Regions from separate parts of the Oryctolagus cuniculus genome. Here region 1 is linked to region 2. Evidence: chromatin contacts called from public Hi-C data. All regions are on one chromosome and are shown on one strand. Each heading gives the region's core, a stretch centred on a gene start, on an enhancer-like site or on the middle of the called end of the contact. The rest is flanking DNA. Distances are from core to core; before and after follow the strand shown.

The links. A called contact is a pair of places that touch in the nucleus more often than the background predicts.
Region 1: a Hi-C map of psoas muscle shows a contact between it and region 2, with 7 times the contacts expected there. The contact joins two enhancer-like sites. A contact is called at or near these places in 4 of 6 Hi-C or Micro-C datasets (ear pinna, psoas muscle, skin fibroblasts and 1 more).

The regions. Positions count from the first base shown.
Region 1 is chr12:80,126,935-80,129,634 of mOryCun1.1, reverse strand. It overlaps LOC138844694 (a long non-coding RNA gene), which reads right to left. Exons shown (of 2, transcript XR_011380920.1): 2 at 2,006-2,700. It overlaps LOC138844693 (a long non-coding RNA gene), which reads left to right. Exons shown (of 2, transcript XR_011380919.1): 1 at 1-2,098. Among named protein-coding and RNA genes, the nearest start is that of CGNL1, 48 kb to the left of the region's middle. Within about 2 kb of position 1,379, at least 3 of the 8 cell types and tissues checked have an H3K27ac peak or open chromatin away from gene starts, as enhancers often do.
Region 2 is chr12:79,925,684-79,928,383 of mOryCun1.1, reverse strand. All of the region lies in intron 6 of TCF12 (transcription factor 12), which reads right to left. Among named protein-coding and RNA genes, the nearest start is that of TCF12, 240 kb to the right of the region's middle. Within about 2 kb of position 1,298, at least 1 of the 8 cell types and tissues checked has an H3K27ac peak or open chromatin away from gene starts, as enhancers often do.

The DNA of each region.
Region 1 (2,700 bases), core at 130-2,629, 200 kb before region 2:
GCGTCCTGCTAACGTGCACCCTGGGAGACAGAAGACAATTCAAGACTCGGATCCTGCCACCCTCCTGGGAGACCCGGACTGTGGCCAGCTCCTGGTTTCTACCTGGCCTAGCTTCAGCTGTTGTATGTATTTGGGGAGTGAACCAGCCGATGGACCTCTATGTGTCTCTCTGCTTCTGTCTCTTTGCCTTTCAAATAAAAATGAATTTTAAAAAGAGCAAAAAGAATCTAAGAATGATTTCCACTAGTGCTTCCTATTTGTGTAGAACTTTTGTTATTTTTTTAAGATATATTTTATTTACTCGAGAAGCAGAATTACAGAGAGGGAGAGACAGAGAGGTCTTCCATCTGCTGGTTCACTCCCCAACCGACCGCAGAGGCTGGAGCGGCGCCCATGTGAGATGCCGGCACCGCAGGTGGAGACAACCTATCACGCCACAGCGCGGGCCCCTTGTGTAAGCTTTTAAGTTTGTGTGGCACTGTTATGCCTGCACTCTCATCTTACTCACATTCACAGTCCTGCGAGGTGAGGGGTAGGTAAGGGGTTCATGCTTCCACCTGACAGACAAGAAAGCTGAGGCTCAGGAGAGCAGGCAGAGGGCAGCACTGGGCCTGACACTGGCTGATGGACAGAGTTCCTTACTTCTTCATACTCGGCAAGCGGCGCGATCTGTGCTCTGGAGACACCTCTAGGACCAGCTGTTCACCCCAGTAATGCCTGGCAGAATAGAACTCCGTCTCCCGCACCAGTCACAGTGTCTCCTCCAACTGCCATCTAGTTTCCGGACTGATCGTAAGTCACCATCCACAGATTTCAAAGGCTTTACACACCAGACAGGCACCGTGTCAGGGGAAAACTTTCCAGTACGCCAAGAGACACCAAAGTCACACTGACCAGATTTCGGTGACTTCATATGAGAGCTATCTTCTGCCCAGGCAGTTTCCAGAATTTACCCAGAGGTCATTTGGAACCACAAGCAAATGACTATTTAGTAAATTGACCCTGGCATTGACAGTAAATTTAACACCAGCACATCTTCCCAGTGACCTCATTTGTTGAGTCAAACTTAATTCTATCACATTCCCTCGGAGCGCAAAGCTCCAAGGCCCTGGGTGGCGAGGCTCCCAGGCACTCCCAGCCCGGGTGCTGCCCTCAGCGGCCTCGGGTGATGGGAAAATCTCTTGTCAGTCCGCACAGGCACCTTCACCGCAGTCAGCGATCCATGGTTAACTTGGGGGGTATGCTGTCGTCAAATGCTGGTAGGGCTGAGTAAAGCAGAAATTAATCTGAGGGGGAAAAATTCAGAAATCTCCGGCAGAGACAGGGAGCCCACTCAGGGCCGCTGAGATGGAGGGCTCCGTGACTTCTGTTACTGACCGCACCAGGACTGGCAATGGGCTGGTCACAAAGCTCGTTACTGCCTTACTTCGGCGACAGGGCCAACAGGCACTTCTAAGACAGAAGACAGAGAGTGCGGGAGTCACTGGTAAAGATAAGGAGGAAAGAACCAAGGAGATAAGTTAAAATAAATAAGCACTTTGGGGCTCACTTCAGCTAAACAACTCTTTTTAATTAAGAAAGAAATTTAAAGCATGAGAGGAGAAAAGGGGCTTAAAGACAATTTCTGGCACTGTGAGGTATTTCAGGAAAGAATTAGGGCAACCAAGGATTATTATTTTCTTAAGCTTTTGATTGAAATCTCAGACTTTCATTCCTGCTGCAGTTAGAAAACCAAGAGGCCAGGGCTCAATGGGAAGGAAAGGCCAAAACAACCCCGGGGCTACTGCAACTGCCGGGGGAGCACTGGAGGAAGCTCCCACCCGGTCCCTTGACGAACCCCAGTTTCCCTGAGGGAGTCCACAGCTCGGCCCCAGGGCACAGCACCCAGTCCTTCTCGTGTGTTCTCTGCGGCTGCTCTCATTCCAGCCTTCACGATGGCAGCGCTCCATCGCACACCGGCCAGGGATGGCTGGCTGGTAGCCACGCGTGACTCACCTCTCCAGCAGGAGCACAGCCTGCCCAGGGCAGAGCCCACCGCTTCTCCTCTACAAACATGCACACACACAAGGCTGCTGCTTTCGGCTTGTGTACCATACAGGTAATGTAACTCCCTGACAGGTAAGAAAGAGTGCATTAACGTCTCAAACCTTTTTTTTTTTTTTTTTTTTGACATTCCGGTTTTATTTTATCATTGGAAAAAAATCTCTGGGCTGTGTAGCAGGGCTCGTTGGAGTCCCCACGATGGAGTGTTATAGACACATTACAAAAAATAAGGAAGTCCAGTGGCGTTGTGGTACAATGGATTACTCTGCCTCTTGGGACACCCACACCCCACATCAGAGTGCTACTCTGAGTGCTGGCTACTCTGCTGCTGACCCAGCTTCCTGCTAATGCACCAGTGAACTCGGACTATGGGTGCCGTATGATATCACTGTGTGCTTATTAATAAATTCCCAATATTAATAAGCCCGTGTGGGTTCCTACTATTTAGAGAAGAATTCTGAATACCGGCATAAATGAACAAGGCAGCTTGATATGTTTGAAGCTTTTATTCAGTGAGAAAGATGCACAGGAGAGTGAGGGCCCTTATCTAAAAGGAGAGGGAAATCTGGATTCATACCAAGCACCAGGAGCCAGCCACGTGGAGGAGCACCCAAGCCAGGAAGCATGGGGCAGGTGGCCCAAAGGCCATGTGCCCTG
Region 2 (2,700 bases), core at 49-2,548:
AAAAGGTACAGAATCTACAAGTCCTTCTGCATGCACTGTTCTACCAGAGCATTCAGGTCTCTGCTCAAGTGTGATTTTCTTACAGAAACTATCTCTGTTCTACCTAAATTAGCCCATTCTAACCCTGCCTTCTGTGATATAAAAAAATTTCTGTGGGTCTTATTTCCATTGCAGAGATAGACTACTGGTGCTGGTAATCTTTGGTAAAACTCACAAAACTCAGAACAGTTTTGTCCAGAATAGTGCAAATGATATTTAATTTTAAAAGTAATTATACTGGACTACATTCAAAGTTATTCAAATGAACACTGTCAAGCAATTTCAACTTGCAAGCATAGATATTTCATCACCACTGTTTACATTACCCTTTTTTAAGAATAAGCATCAATTCTACAAAATTTCTTTACAACATTAGTTTTCCCTAAGTCCCCAAACTGAAACTATCAGTCTTGGAAACCCAAAACATCAGATTTTAATATTTCCTTAAGGACATATTTCTAAGCTCATAAAAGTGTTTCTCCTTCAACTTTGAAAAGGCAGTTCTTTCTTTACATTGAACAAACCTGTTAGGAATATACTTTACTTTGTATTATAACTTTATTTACCCATACTTCACTGTCATGTCCCATATTTTTGCTTTGCTATTATTACATTTGCTAACTGTAACAAAATGCCTTTGTATTTGCTATTTCTGTGATTGTTTCTATTGACAACTTTATAAAATATGTACAAGTATTTATGACATCCTATATAGTTTTAAAACATTTTATGTTTTCTTTTTTTCTCCAGTTATCTCCCTTTGTGTTTCTGTAAGAGTTTATTTTGTGTAAAGCTTTTTTAAAAAGTCAATATAATGCTTTAAAATACTTGAATAGAGAATTTCAGCATATAAGTAGCATGAAAAAAATACTTGGGTATTAGAAGCAATTGTTTAATAGTATATAGGTTTAGCATTCTCAGTAAATTTCTTAGGATCAAGGAGTAAGTATAAAGAGTGCTCCTACAGGACTGAAAAACTATTATATTGATGGTAAACAAATACCATGCTCATTGGAATACAACTTTGTAGCAAAAAGTAATAAGCTTAATAATTGAATACAGTTATATTGTTAGTATTAAGAATAGAAGAAGTGATCCATAAACAATGGCATTTATTCCACTGTTACTTCCTCAACTTTCTGGATTACATTGAGCTAATATCTATTTTAGGAACTGCTTTGGAAGGCCCTTATGTTTTATGCAAGGAACTGCTATTTTCCCAGATGAATAGAATATCCATTCTCCAGCTCCAAGTTTCCATGACAATAAAAACAAAACATTCATCAGCACCGACTTGGTATCTGATGGCAAATGCAGCTGCAGCTTATAACAGTTCAATCTTTATCCCAACTCTTTTCTGCAGAACAGAGGCACTATATTTCTCCAAAGCAAATGAATTGTTTTTACAGTGATTTTCCCCTACCACAGACCTAAACATTAGCAATTACGTGTGTTAGCCATCTCCAATCTTCAAATCATCTACTCTTCCCAAACTCAAGCCAAATATAATGTCAAGTTCCCGAATTTTACTAGCAGCACATTTGATTTAACTATGAAAGCTTAGTGGATTTAAGTACCACAGTTTAGATGGACACTTAATATTTCAGATTTTATGATTACAGAGGACTGGTTTTTGGAGAATAATAATATCCACAGTAAATAAAAAAAAAAGTAAAAAAGTTAAGTTCAATCAGATTATGGGAAGACAGTGCCCCCTTGTGTCTTGGTATTTCTGTCCTCTAACACTCATTTCCTTAGAATTCCATGGTATGGATTTTCTTCCCCACTGTTACTCATGGTATGGATCTGAATAATTTTTGTATCTTAGAAATAAACAGAACTTAATAACTAGCAGCTTTCTTAAGACAAAAATCCTACAATATAAATATATTGGATATTAACTATCAATGATTTTAATATGACTACTCTGCAGCATGAAGAAAATAATGAATTTGCATACACTCAGTAATTACTTTTAACTTTCCCATTTAATTTACTCTTCAGAAGAGATGTTGATAAAAGTCTAAGCATGAAAGAAAACCTTGCCAGTGTAGCTGCACTTTTCTTCAGTGTTGGCTCTCCTTTGTAACCACTTTATGCAAGTATCGATTACCCTCATTATAATTTAGGGGCAGTTAATGAGTTTCAAGCTTTAGTCACATGGAAAACAGTTTGTCCAAATGGGAGGATATAAATATGAAATCATAAAATATTTGAAACAATGAGTAATTCAATAATTACAAAGAGTGTTAGAAATGCAAATTATAGAACATAATTAATGTGTCAAAGAGTAAGACTCAGATCAGAGACATAGCCATGAAATTCATGGAAAATCAGAATCTCAGATCTAACTCAGAATTTGCATTTTAGCAAGATCCCTGGACAGTTCTTAAGAGCATTAAAGTTTGGAAAGTACTCTTCTAATCTCAATGCCTTCCTATCTCCAACTGCAAACAGCAAGAACAAAGCAGAGCATAGAGAGAGAAGACTGATCATTGGGGCACGGGAGGGAGATTTTTAGACAGGTAGATTTCAAGTGAGGAAAAGAAGGAGAAACAGCTTTCAGAAGGCATCCCTGAATATACAACTCAAAGTAGGTTAGTAACTTTGCTTTAATGACTCCTCCACCTTTTCTTCCATTCTGTGATTCCATACTAGCGG